Linked DNA regions of Pan troglodytes: region 2 is linked to region 1. Evidence: chromatin contacts called from public Hi-C data. All regions are on one chromosome and are shown on one strand. The core of a region is the stretch at or near the end of the contact, and the rest is flanking DNA. Distances in the headings are between cores, read along the strand shown. Region 1 overlaps AGBL1 (AGBL carboxypeptidase 1). Region 2 has its middle 650 kb from the start of NTRK3.

Region 1 (6,493 bases), core at 33-2,532:
CAAGGAAAAACATCTTTCTTCAAAGACCCCTAAGGGCCCTCTGAGAGGTTATGGAGCAAGTCTCCATCTCTAGGAAAGTGTGTTGTTCTTGTAGATCCTTGACTCAAATACAAGTAACTCCTACTGGACATTTCTGCATAACTTCCTGCTCCTCTTCAAACTCAACAGGTTCAAAGTCAAAATCTCCTCCCAACAAAATCTCTACCTCCAAATTCCTAAACTTGATTATGCTGATAGTAAACTGGTGTTGTTTGATTTATTTGTGTGCCAGATGCATAGCTCACTGTCTGGCCGAGGCAGGTACTCAGATCTTCACTAAACAGATGAATCTGCAATGTTGTTGAGTGTGAATCTTAGCTTTGGTTGGAGTCCAAAGCTAAGAATCAGACTCGATAACGCTGTTCTCACCTGGACTTCAAGTTTTCTTACCACTCTTCTCACCTTTGGTTGTGCCTCCTTTCCAACCCTTTCATCCCTGTGCAGCCTGATAGTATTGGGAAGGAAAACCGGCTTCTACTTTCGCGGTTTATAATTTGTCAGTGACCTCCCATGGTCTTAAGGATAAAATGCAAACAGGACCTAGTGCTTGAGCCTTTTCAGATCCAGCCACTACGTAATTTTCTGGTCTCTTCTCTTGACATCAGCCCCTGTTAAAGTCATAAAAACTTACTTTCAATTCTCAGAAAGCACCTTACTCTTCTGTTCCCTCTTCTTCCATCCATGTGCCTAGATCTATCCATTATGTGCTTAAATGTAGGCTCCTCCAAGAAGTCTCCCATGATCTGATTCTGAGTTCCTACTGTCATCTTGGAGAAACCCAGTCACAGCTTTTGTTGTATGGCATTGCCTGTGGACTTTGCTGTCCCCTCTTCACCTCCCCCCCACCGCCCCACTGCACCAAGACTGTAATATCTTGGAGAACAAAGACAATTTTGTTCACTGCTACATCCTGAGAGCCTAGCATCGTGCCCAAGATGTGGTGGGACTTCCATAAATATGTGTTGAATGGTTGAGATCTTAATTTCCGTTACAAAGGTCTCCTGAGAATGACCTCCTACCTGTTGCCTCAGTAGCCTCTTACACATGGAGAGCAGAGCTGCAGGAAAGCAGGACACACGTGAGTCCAGCCAACTCAGAGCTTCAAGGAGGCGTCCAGGAGAAACCTCCTTCAGCCCCGTTTGCGGTGCCTCCTGGTCGGTAATTTTCCAGAAGCAGTTTCTTGTTTCCTCCAAATGGCCTGTAGAGGTCAGAAAAGGGCCTTGTTTTCCAATCACCGACTGTCCTCTCTACATTAGCATTCACCCCGGGTGTCTATAATTAAGCAAGCCTAAGCTGGGCACATAGGAACGGAAATGCATTGACTTTAATAAAACAGAGTGTAAAACAACTTTAGATTGACTCCAGCCTTGTTTATTCTTGCACACTTGTAATTCTGGTTTGGTATATTCCCAGTCAAAGAGACCATTGTCCTGGGAACTGAAGCGTGTCCCTTGCTTCATTGCTGCTGCAGCCTGTCCAAGGAGGCAAGCCGCACCAGGTTGCTGCTACCGGCTCACAGCATTTTTTTTTTTAATTTTTTAAAGAAGAAAAAATAACAAAGAGAATAACCTGTGGGAACGATGAGAGGAGTTCCTATTGATGTCCCAGACTTTGTGTGTGTGTGTGTGTGTGTGTGTGTGTGTTTGTGTGTGTGTGTGTGTGTGTGTGAATGTAAGTACATTCAGAGTCCAGAAAAAATATGTAAATAATAAAAATGGATCAGGCACTCTGGTCTTCACCTATTGTGTAATTTAGGAAATGATGGTTTTGTTCTTTAAGTGATTCCTTAGCATATGGAATAGAACATTATAACAGAAGTTGAGAGTCCAACCAAGGTTTAGGCTCTGGCTCTCTTACTTCAATATATGGCTTTCGACTGACCCTTTCCTCTGGGTCTCAGTTTCTCCATTGGAGGGTGAAGGGCTGGACCACACGAAATCTAACCTCACTTCTATTTCTAATATTCATGAACATGAATGCTGTGCTGGCGGGGCCTGCAGAGAACACCAGCAGGCCCAGGGCTGGCCAGGCCGGTGAAGAGGCAGCATGAGGTGGCTCACACTAGCGTTCTGTCTCTGCAGGGACCGAGGCCAGGCCTGCACAATGATCTTTTCAGAGCACAGAGCAGAGCAGTGCCGTTGATACCCTGCCAATGCCCAGCAGAATAAAAGCTTCCGAAATCAGGGCTAAAAATAAATAATAAAACAAAATGACAACATAAACAGGAAGACCTAAAGGAGGGGGAATGAATTGAGTCAGCAAACTTCAGCTGGGGTGGGGCAGGGAAGAATCTAATTTGTTTTCATCCACATGGTTTGGCCTGCTAGGTGCTGCACTGGTGTTTAAAGTGCTGTTGGAAGGGGGAGTTTGATGCCACCCTGGGAGAAGATGGAGAAGATGGGGGAGAGGCGTGGCTGCTCTCTCAGGCTCGTTTCCTCCCCACTGTGCAGTTGGTCCACCCACTCCTCACTGACTCTTTGTTGGTTGTTCAGAGAGAGTTCTTTCACAGTCCCTCTCCTGTCCCTGGCCTCTGCCTGGGCCTGGGCCAACTGCCCTCATCGACCTTGTCTCTCAGCATTTGGGGCCCAGCTTCCTCTTAGGCTCTTTGCACACACTCAGGATTTCAATCAAAATGACTTTCAAATCTGGTCATTTAGGGGACGATGTGTGCAAGAGGGTTAGGGAAAGGGAGCTCATTATTACTGAGCACATTGAATGTTCCTGCCACTGTACAGTTACATGCAACATGCAAGGAGACAGACAGCAGTGACCTAGCAGCAGCCACAGGGCAAGTAAACACACGCGGATCACCTCTACAACCTTGTTCCAGGCCTTGTCATTGCGAAGGGTAGAGATTCAAAGCAGTTGGAGACTTCCTTTAGTGAGGCGGTTTCTTGAATTTGGGGATATGCAAATGTCGGGGTGAGGGATGAAAAGCTGCTCTGCTGTGCATTAGATGGTACCAAAGATTCAGGGAGTGGGGCCAGGGGTGTGCACTGGGAGAGAAGGAGAGAGAAGAGAGAGGATGAGGACTTCCCAGCATGGCTCAAGGCAGGGGAGCAAAGAGGGCCTCTGAGAAGTCCTGACTCATAAAAAAGTGATGTCCAGGATTGAATTTTAAGTTGTTTTCTGTTCTGTGGGATCTCATTTCACTCCATCCCTAGTCCCTCAAATCTCTAGTAAAAGTCCATTACTCCCAAGTAGCTGGGTTCTCATTATATTTTGCATAGATGAAAGGTTCAATTGTTCATTTTGGATAAAAACATGGGGGAAGCCACCAAAGAGAATTCAGCAGAAGCAGGAAATTTGCAAAATTCATTTCTAGGAAATTACAGATTCCATTTATTTGGGCACTTCATGAATATGATGGTAATGATAATAATCAACTTACCATAAACATGAACCAGTCCTTGGGCTGAATGTTTACTATTCACAAAACCCTTTTGAGGTAAATAACTATTATGATACCCATTTTACAGACAAAGAAACAAACTCTGGGAGATAGTTAGCAGCTTGTGCAAAGTGAGTGGTTAGTGGAGAGGCTGCATTTGGGTTTGAACTGAGCTTGCATCCTCTTCCCATTCTCCCCATGGTGTATCACCTCGGAAAAGGAAATATTCCTAGTGGCAGTGGACATCTCCTCCCTTCATTTTTCCCTTGAGGCAAACTTGCCTTCATACTTTCTTCTTCAAATTCAATTAGAAATGGATCCGCATCATGCCGCTGCACTCCAGCCTGGGCCACAAAGGGAGACCCAGTCTCAAAAAATAAAAAAAAAAAAGGAAATGGATCTGTAATTTTCAGAGTCTTATTTTCAGACTTAGTCAAGGCCTGTTTTCTCCCCCACGTACCTATTAATCTAAATTTTGCTCAGCTTCCTTTTCCACATTTCCAGACAAAAATGCTGTGTGACCTTTTACAGAAATCTTACAATGGGCTGATGGTGGTAGTTGATGATGTGTATGGGAAATACGTGAAGCACACTATAAGCTTCCCCTAGTAAATGTTCAGAGCAACATTTTTAAAGATGAACAACATGAATTTCACACAGTGGTTAAGTAAACATCATAGAGAAATATGTCCCCAACAAAATCGTGTCTGGATTGGGATCAGCAGGATTTCCCTTAAGGTGTCTGCTCTGGTTCAGGAAATGATTCTTCTGGGTCTCTGTCTGTCACGTCCATGCGTGTTCCGAACAATATCATGTGTTCCCCTGGTGACTCTTTTTTTTTCAGAGTACTACTTTGAAGGCTGTGGCATAGTAATGCTAGGGATACCTTGCAGACTTACGCTCAGAGATCTATAATGCACCACATCAATATCAGCTAGTTTCAAGTGATACTCAGTTTACTTTATTAGGAAAGGATCTATACTCTTTAAATCCTAAACTGTTACTGTTCCTCAACTTCACTTGACTTCAACCTAAAAATTAATGCTATAAGTGAGTGGCCACTTCAGCAAGGCCACTCAGCAAAGAGCAACAGGAGAAACACACCTTGGTCCTCTACCTTTTCCTGTCTCTGTTGAAATAGATTTTCCTGTAGTCTGACATAAGTCAATGATATTCCCGAAAGACAGCCTTACCTGAGCCATGCTTCTCTTTTTCTGAATAGTTTTCTTGTTGTTGTTTTTTGTTTTGCTTTTTTCTCATCTGAAGTGGCTACAAGATGAAAAGACCAGAAACACATGACATTAATTAAGGTAAGGAAAAACAGAGCCCAGCAAGGGAGAATGAATTGACACTGAAATCTCTAGGGCCCATCAATGACTAGCTGCTTAGTTGCCCACTCCCTGTTGACACACACACACACACACATACCCCCCCACCCACCCGACTACCTAAGGAAAAACTCTTATATGAATGAAGAAAAAACCAGAGCCTTCAAGGACACTAATTTGGTGCCTGTTGCAGAGAGCAGTTTTTGTGGTAAGAGGAAGATTATAAATAGAAGCGACTGCGGCAAGCTCTCTCACGATGTTTTATAATTGGTGTAATACCTTGTGCCAGATGATATGAGAAAGATGGTGTGGCAGGATGTGTCCAGCCTGTAAAGCACTCACAGTGTCTGGAGTCTCAGTGGGGCTGAAATGGGACAAGGGAGAAGGAGTAGGCAGGGGCTGCCTGGCCCACTCTGCCATGGGCCTCAGGAGTAAAGGGCAGGCTCATAGGGGAGGGTTATCAGTACCTGTGCCTCAGTTTTATATTGCTGGAAAACAAATTACCACCAATTTAGTGCTGTCAAACAATATCCATTTACTGTCTTAGGGTGAGTAAGTCAGAAGCACAGGGAACCTCCGTGGGTTCTCTGTTCAAGAGGCCTCGAAACTGAAACCCAAGCGTCAGTCAGCCTGGACTCCTATCTGGAAGCTCAGGGAAAGAATCTGCTTCCAAGCTCAAACTGTTGTCTGAATTCAGTTCCTTGTGGTAGTAGGCACTGAGCTCCCCATTTCCTAGCCAGCTGTCAGAGGGGCTGTTCTCAGCTCCTACAGTCCGCCTCCATTCCTTGGCCTGTGACATCTCAAAGCCAACAAAGTGGATTTAACCACCACCCCTCCCTGATGCTTTGAATCTCTTTTACTTCTACTAGCCAGAAAAACTCTCTTCTTTTAATAGGCTAGTGTGATTAGGTTAGACCCACCCTGATCATCTATTCTTTGCCTTAAAACCTAGTATAATCACAGGAGTGAAATCTCATCATAGTCAGGGCCTCTATCCATGATCAAAAGTGGGGAAGGGGAAAACACAGGGCAGATTTCATTGGGTTTATTTTTATAATTTTGCTTACCACAAACAGTAATATTATCAAGGGTTATGTAATGCTCTCTCAAAGTGCTAGGAACAGTTTAAGCATTTTATATACCTTAATAACATCAATCTTCATGACAATCCTATAACATAGGTATATTCATCCCAGTATTCTGATTTTACATGTGAGGCCAAAGTATTGATGTAGTATACACAGCTAGCCTGGGATTGAGTTGTGATTTGAACTCGACAAGTACAGCTCCAGGTTTATGCCAGATTTCTTGGCTCCATCTAAAAATGTACTCTCTTAGACATAGTTTTTTTCCTTCATTTTGCCTGAGCTGGGATGTGAACATGGTGTTTCCAAAACAAATTAGGGAGCTGCTCACCTGTGCATTAAGGCAAAACATCCACTTTGAGGTTTTGCAATTGGAGAAAGGAGGGCATTCATTTTCAGAGTGCCAAGCAAGGAGAACTGGGCAGCTCACACTTAGACCTGACCTCCCCAGCGGCTTCTAGGTAAGGGTCTTTAAAGGAGGAGAGGCAGAGGTTATAGGCAAAGTCATCAATAAATACGTGGTGGTTATACATTGGTTTGACCAAAAAAGTTGGGACATTTCGAAGCAGGTCGTAAGAGGATTCAAAGATTTTTCTCATCTGTGATTGGTTAAGGAGATGAAGCTTTGTTTAATGATTTGGGGGTCAACA
Region 2 (5,965 bases), core at 2,991-5,490, 690 kb after region 1:
TGGGTTTTAAAATTTACATACTTGTGCAGGATAATACTTAAACACACACAGTTCTTGGGGAAAAAAGAGCTAATTCTGGCTTCATACCTTTATACACAAGATCACACACAACAAATCCTGACATTGTGACTGTACTTATCTCTTTTCTCTGCCCCATATTTTTTTTTCTACAGCTGTTCTCTTTTAATGTTGAGATGCATGCTATTACAATAAGATGCAAAGAAGTTCAGTTTGAAGGGCTGGGAAGAGAGTGGGTGAGGGCAGATTTATGGCAGAGCTTCTGGCTCAAATGTTGCATGTAATTCAGACTCCATCTCTTGTTTGACTCCATGTCTGGGTAAGTGACTTCAATGCTAAGCCTCAGTTTCCTCAACTGAAAACCAGAAATAACATTGCTTATCTCAATAGGTTATAAGCAGAATTAACACAAAGTCTACAAAAACCATAGGCACTCATTAAAATTAGTTCCCTTGTAGCCAGGCACAGTGGCTCACACCTGTAATCCCAGCACTTTGGGAGGCCGAGAGGGGTGGATCACCTGAGGTCAGGAGTTCAAGACTAACCTGGCCAAACTGGTGAAACCCCGTTTCTACTATAAATACAAAAATTAGCCAGACGTGGTGGTGGGTACCTGTAATCCCAGCTATTCTGGAGGCTGAGGCAGGAGAATCACTTGAACCTGGGAGGTGGAGGTTGCAGTGAGCCGAGATCAGGCCACTGCACTCCAGCCTGGATGACAAAAGTGAAACTCCATCTCAAAAAAACAAATTAGTTCCCTTGCATTTGCCCCTGATGCTCCTCCAACTAAGTCATCCTATGACATTTGAAAGCCTTTGCTCTGTAGAATTCTTACTTCCAATATCACTTGGGAAGTTCTGACCTCAGCTAAGAGTGAAAATTGTGTGTTAATTTACTTGCCATCTTTGTTCAATTGATAGTGATTATCCAGAACAATATTACAAGTGTTTCTAAGCCATCCAAGGCACTTTAGGAAGGAACAAGAAAACTAACTAGAACAGTTATAGTGGGTACCAGAGTAGAAAGTGGCTACAAGAACGCCATATATTTGCCATCTCTGCCTTCAGCATTAAAGATGAAGGAAATCAATTTGGAAAAAATCTGGATCGGAAGTCTGAATTTGCATTTTGATTAATTTATCCCAATTACTTTGGTCTCAGTTTTCACAACTGTAAAATGATCGAGATTTTATAAGATGATGTTGATGATGATGATGATACCTGCCCTATGTGTCTGATCAGAGCACTGAGAATGATAGATGTGTTTGAAAAGCTGGCCATAAGCCAATGCCAGGTACTAGAACCCATCAGATGCATATGCTAAGGCAAACTGAGAGAGTGGAGCCTAGACAGGAAATCGGAGGATCTAGTGGTGTTAAAGGAAAAGGAAGAGATTCAGTAAGGACAAAGAGGAGGGGACTAAATAGTTTTGCTCACTCGATTTGCCTAGAGACATCCCATAGCAAACGTACCTCTTTAACCTGTGATGTTGAAGAATCACTACAAAATAAAATCAAGGACATTGCAAAGGAAAACACTGTATTACTGCTGAATTAGTGGGCTGCTTCTCATTCTTCTCTACACTCACAAAGAGGGAAGCAGGCATGTGAGGGCTGAAGCTTTTGGAACAGTTTATCATCTCCAGGGACTTTGCTTTTCTTGCTTAGAGAACTGGAAGGCCTGAGTGGCAGGCCCTTCCTTTTAAGGGAAGACTTAGAGGTAGGAAAAGCTGCTTCTGATAAATGGTGATAAGGGGTCAATTATTCCAACTATTTCATATTTATTAAGTTCCAGTAACTATGAGGCACCCAGCTGTGGGAGTAGAAAAAGTGAATGGTGATTGCTATAGATGAGGCCTGAGAGATTTTCTCTGAAGGTGAATTAGAGATGCAGGTTTGATGAAGATGGCATTTGGTAAAAGGAAATACATCTTAGGCCAAATGGCCTCCTATGAACATGGTGAAGAAAGAGCTCGCCAAGTAAATACAGTGAATCTGAGAAGCGCCCAAAGTGAGAGTGGGCACGTGTATGTGTGAGTGAACATGTATGTCTCTGTGTGCAAGGGTGTGTGCAGTGGTGAGGTGGAGTGAAAGCTAGGAGACAAACATGTAGGTAGGAGGGGAGTGCTAGAGAGAAATGGGAGACTCAGGAAAAACCCTTGAAAGGCTGATTCAAATCTTCCAAACAGGTCACCAGGGATAGCAGGGAAGAGCAGAAGACAAGGACACTAAAGGTGCCACAGGCAGTTGCTATTAGTACAGTCTTTGTAATATCATCCATAATAACTGGTCTGTGATTGATTGATTGATTTTTTTTTGAGACGGAGTCTTAATCTGTCACCCAGGCTAGAGTGCAGTGGTACGATCTCGGCTCACTGCAACCTCCGCCTCCCGGGTTCAAGCGATTCTCCTGCCTCAGCCTCCTGAGTAGCTGGGATTACAGGTGCACGCCACCACACCTGGCTACTTTTTGTATTTTTAGTAGAGATGGGGTTTCATCATGTTGGCCAGGCTGGTCTTAAACTCCTGACCTCGTGATCCGCCGACCTCGTGATCCGCCCACCTCGGCCTCCCAAAGTGCTGGGATTACAGGCATGAGCCACCGTACCTGGCCTGATGTGTGATTTGTATTTATTGTCTCTAGCAATCGTTATAATAAATGCCAGCTCTGATTTATTTAAACAGGTAAGCCCTCTCTTGCCCTCCCAGTGTCTGTTCATGTACCACACTTTTCCAGCTCCCTCCTTGGAGTCCTTGGAGAGCTGTTGCTTTTCTCTTACTTCCCCCCGCCCCTTTCTATTTCCATCACTCACTAAGTCACATTTTTTTTCCTTTTGCAATTTTTTCTCATTGCTTTTCTATGCTGTCAGGGATTAACTTTGCACAAAGAAAGGTTTAGCCTCAGATGGGCCCCTGGCGGCCCTTCAAACTTATGGCATGTCCTGCCTGATAAGACCTTCTGAGCACAGGGCCAGTGAAACTGCACAGAGATGCACATCACAAACGTTGTCCTGCCCGGTCTCCTAAACCATGTGCCTGTCTCCTGTCCTCTTCCTTATTTTCCAAAGACCACCACAGACACCAAGGCTTAAATTAGTTTTTATGAACTCTGATGCATACTGTCATGTATGATGTGCCAGGAATTGTGCATTATCTCACTTAATCCTTGCAAGACCACTGGATGGTAAGTCTTAACAATGCCCACTTTATAGTGGAAAATCTGAGGCTTTGAAAGGTTAAACAATTTGTCTAAAATTACAGCGCGTGTGGCAGTCAGATCTATCCAACCTCAGCATCTGGATTCACAGTTGCTGTGCTGAATAGCCTTACATGAGACTTCTACTTATCTAAACTTACACACAGTTATTAGTTTGAATTCTGAGAAACTGGCTTTTGAGAGTGGAAAAGAGGCCAGGTATAAGCGTTCTTAGTCTGTTTTAAGAATAAGAACAATTAGGATAATCACTCACCCCCACCCCCAACTCATCACCCTTAGAAGAATCTGTCTGCTAGTAGTCACTTGGTATCCACAAAGTCACACTTCATTATCCCCTAATAAAAACTCTCCTGGCATCATTCTAAGAGGTTTATGTGGGGTGCTGCTCCCCATTTCCAACCTCTCTGTGAACCTCTCCTTTTTGATTCACTGCTGAATCATCTGCCAGGCCTCTGAGCGCTCACCTTCATTTTGCTCAGCCACAAGGTAGACTCCTGAGTAAATGGAGCCCATTAGAGTGGACTCACATCACATTAAGGAATGCAAATGTGTACATTAAGGTGGAGGGAGACAAAGAAAAAGAAAAATAATTGTAGTTGCACAGGAGATTCCTAGCACCATCCCATTCATTAAGGAGATATAGCTGATATGAACACACTGTTCCCCCCCGAGTCTGTGTTGTTTTCTAAGCACCTCTGAGAATACAGGCATCTCACCAAGCTAAGGGTCCTGCTCCTGTTTACAATGCCCATGTTTCATAAAGTTTGCCTACTAAAGGGAAACTAACAATTTCATCTCATACTCAGGAAATCATGCTAGCCCAATACTAGAGGATAACACAGCTGGATCTGACTCACTAAGAAGCAATGTGTCAGTTTCCAGTGAAGTGCTTCTAAAGAGATTTGCCAAGTCTACTTTTTGTCTCACAAGCAGACTTCAGAGCCTAAATTTTCCATAAGCTGTGACTCTGCAAATTTGCCTGGGGATTTGTGATTGGATCACTGGGGAATTGACCCACCCAGTTGCAGAGATGCTAGTCCAAGGGTTATGTAGAGTTAGAGCTGCAGTCAGCACCAAGAAAAGCAAAGCCCTGTGTGTACTGAAGATTTAAGAGAGCAGAAAAATAAGAGGAGACCAAGGGAACCAGGCTATAGAAAGGAAAGTGGAACTGCAGCAAAACATATATTTAACACATTTTTAAAAACAGGGATCACTACCAAGCCAGAGACAGTGAGTGAGAGAGAAAGAGATTGGGAATGAGAGCAGAAAAATAAGAGGAGACCAAGGAAACCGGGCTATAGAGAGTAGAGTGGAGCAGGAAGAAGACATATATTTGAAAAGAGGGGTCACTGTTGAGCCAGAGAGAGTGAGTGAGAGAAAGAGATTGGGAATGAGCCTTCTTGGTGTGTGATGGGTCCTGACTGAGTGGCCCTTGTCCCAGGATCCCACGCCTGTCAGGCCCGGGCTTCCTTTCCCTTTGGCAGGGGCATCCCTAATGAGGCACAGGAATGATTTGTACTCTACATTCAGCTTCTGTTGCCCCAACTGTAGTCTGACACACCCCAGCAAGTTTACCCTTTTTCTTACCTGCTAATGCCAAATTGACAACCTAATTACCACACATATGTGATTGCTATTACCATGTGAATAGTAATAACTATGCACCCTTTCTAATTTCTAATTCTGATTCAGAAACAGAAGTCATTCACAAACCCTTCCTTATCAGTTTTAAAAAACGATCCCTATGCCGAAATGGTGACTCAGCTTCCGTACATTGCAGTGATAGTGCTGGCCCTCTCCAGAACCCTTGCATTCTCCGGCCATTAACAAAGATAAATATAAATGCTTATTTCAAGTTCTCTTTTCAACCACCCTTGCGCTCCAACGATTTTTTTCCTGCATGGGCTGCTTCTGGCTGCTATGACCTAATGCTACGACCTTTTTTTTACTCTGGGTTATTCTGGCCTTCATTTCTTTTGAAATCAGCCCTTCAATTTCATTTTCTCATATTTGTCACCACAGCTTTGAGATGTATGTGTACCTTTAACAGCTACATGAGTAGAATGGAAGGTGGTAGAAAGACACTATGGTTCAATATTAACAGGAGAATGGGGAGGAGCCAATGATACTGCCAGACACAAAAGGAAGGGAGGAGGAAGTGGGGGAGCAGAAAGAGTAAAGTAATAAGAGCTTGGGGAAATCAAGTTAAAAGTAACCAAGAGGTAATCAACCCAGTGATGGCATGGCACTAAATATACATGTCTTGCCTTGTGACATCTCTTCTAATTTTCTATCTTGCATCTCTCAGAAATTTGTAGAAGTTCCCTGAGGGCAAGTTTCCTGCCTTATACTCTTGTTTGTTGCTGCTGTTTCATATGGAACATTAATATTTGCTGATCAAATGATGTATTAATTGATTGATATTCCAACTGCTTGCACTCCAAATAAGACTGTACACATTTCAAATGGTGGTGGTGGTAGAACCATTTGAGTGAGGGAGAGGAGTACTGTTAGATTTAGTGGAAACTGTATTTTTTTCCCCAAAATGCTTAGAAGGAAATACGTTCTGTAACCCTTCCTGTCTAATGGCTGCAGAGTAATTTGGCATTAATTTTGATTTCTCTTCTTTTAACTATTCAAGTGCCCATGACAGCCTGACACATAGTAGGCACTCATTAAACATTTGAAAATGACTGAGTGACAAACTGAAAAATACTTTTAGTGAGAATTGA

The links. Hi-C and Micro-C count contacts between places; a contact is called where the count stands out from the background.
Region 2: a Hi-C map of stem cell-derived neural progenitor cells shows a contact between it and region 1, with 2.3 times the contacts expected there. The contact joins two enhancer-like sites. A contact is called at or near these places in 3 of 7 Hi-C or Micro-C datasets (induced pluripotent stem cells and stem cell-derived neural progenitor cells).

What each region holds. Positions count from the first base shown.
Region 1 is chr16:78,711,274-78,717,766 of NHGRI_mPanTro3-v2.0_pri, forward strand. It overlaps AGBL1 (AGBL carboxypeptidase 1), which reads left to right. Exons shown (of 23, transcript XM_009429779.4): 23 at 1-1,066. Among named protein-coding and RNA genes, the nearest start is that of AGBL1, 840 kb to the left of the region's middle. Within about 2 kb of position 1,283, at least 14 of the 24 cell types and tissues checked have an H3K27ac peak or open chromatin away from gene starts, as enhancers often do. A contact at or near this core is called in stem cell-derived neural progenitor cells, where this site is marked.
Region 2 is chr16:79,397,326-79,403,290 of NHGRI_mPanTro3-v2.0_pri, forward strand. No RefSeq gene overlaps it. Among named protein-coding and RNA genes, the nearest start is that of NTRK3, 650 kb to the right of the region's middle. Within about 2 kb of position 4,241, at least 3 of the 24 cell types and tissues checked have an H3K27ac peak or open chromatin away from gene starts, as enhancers often do. A contact at or near this core is called in stem cell-derived neural progenitor cells, where this site is marked.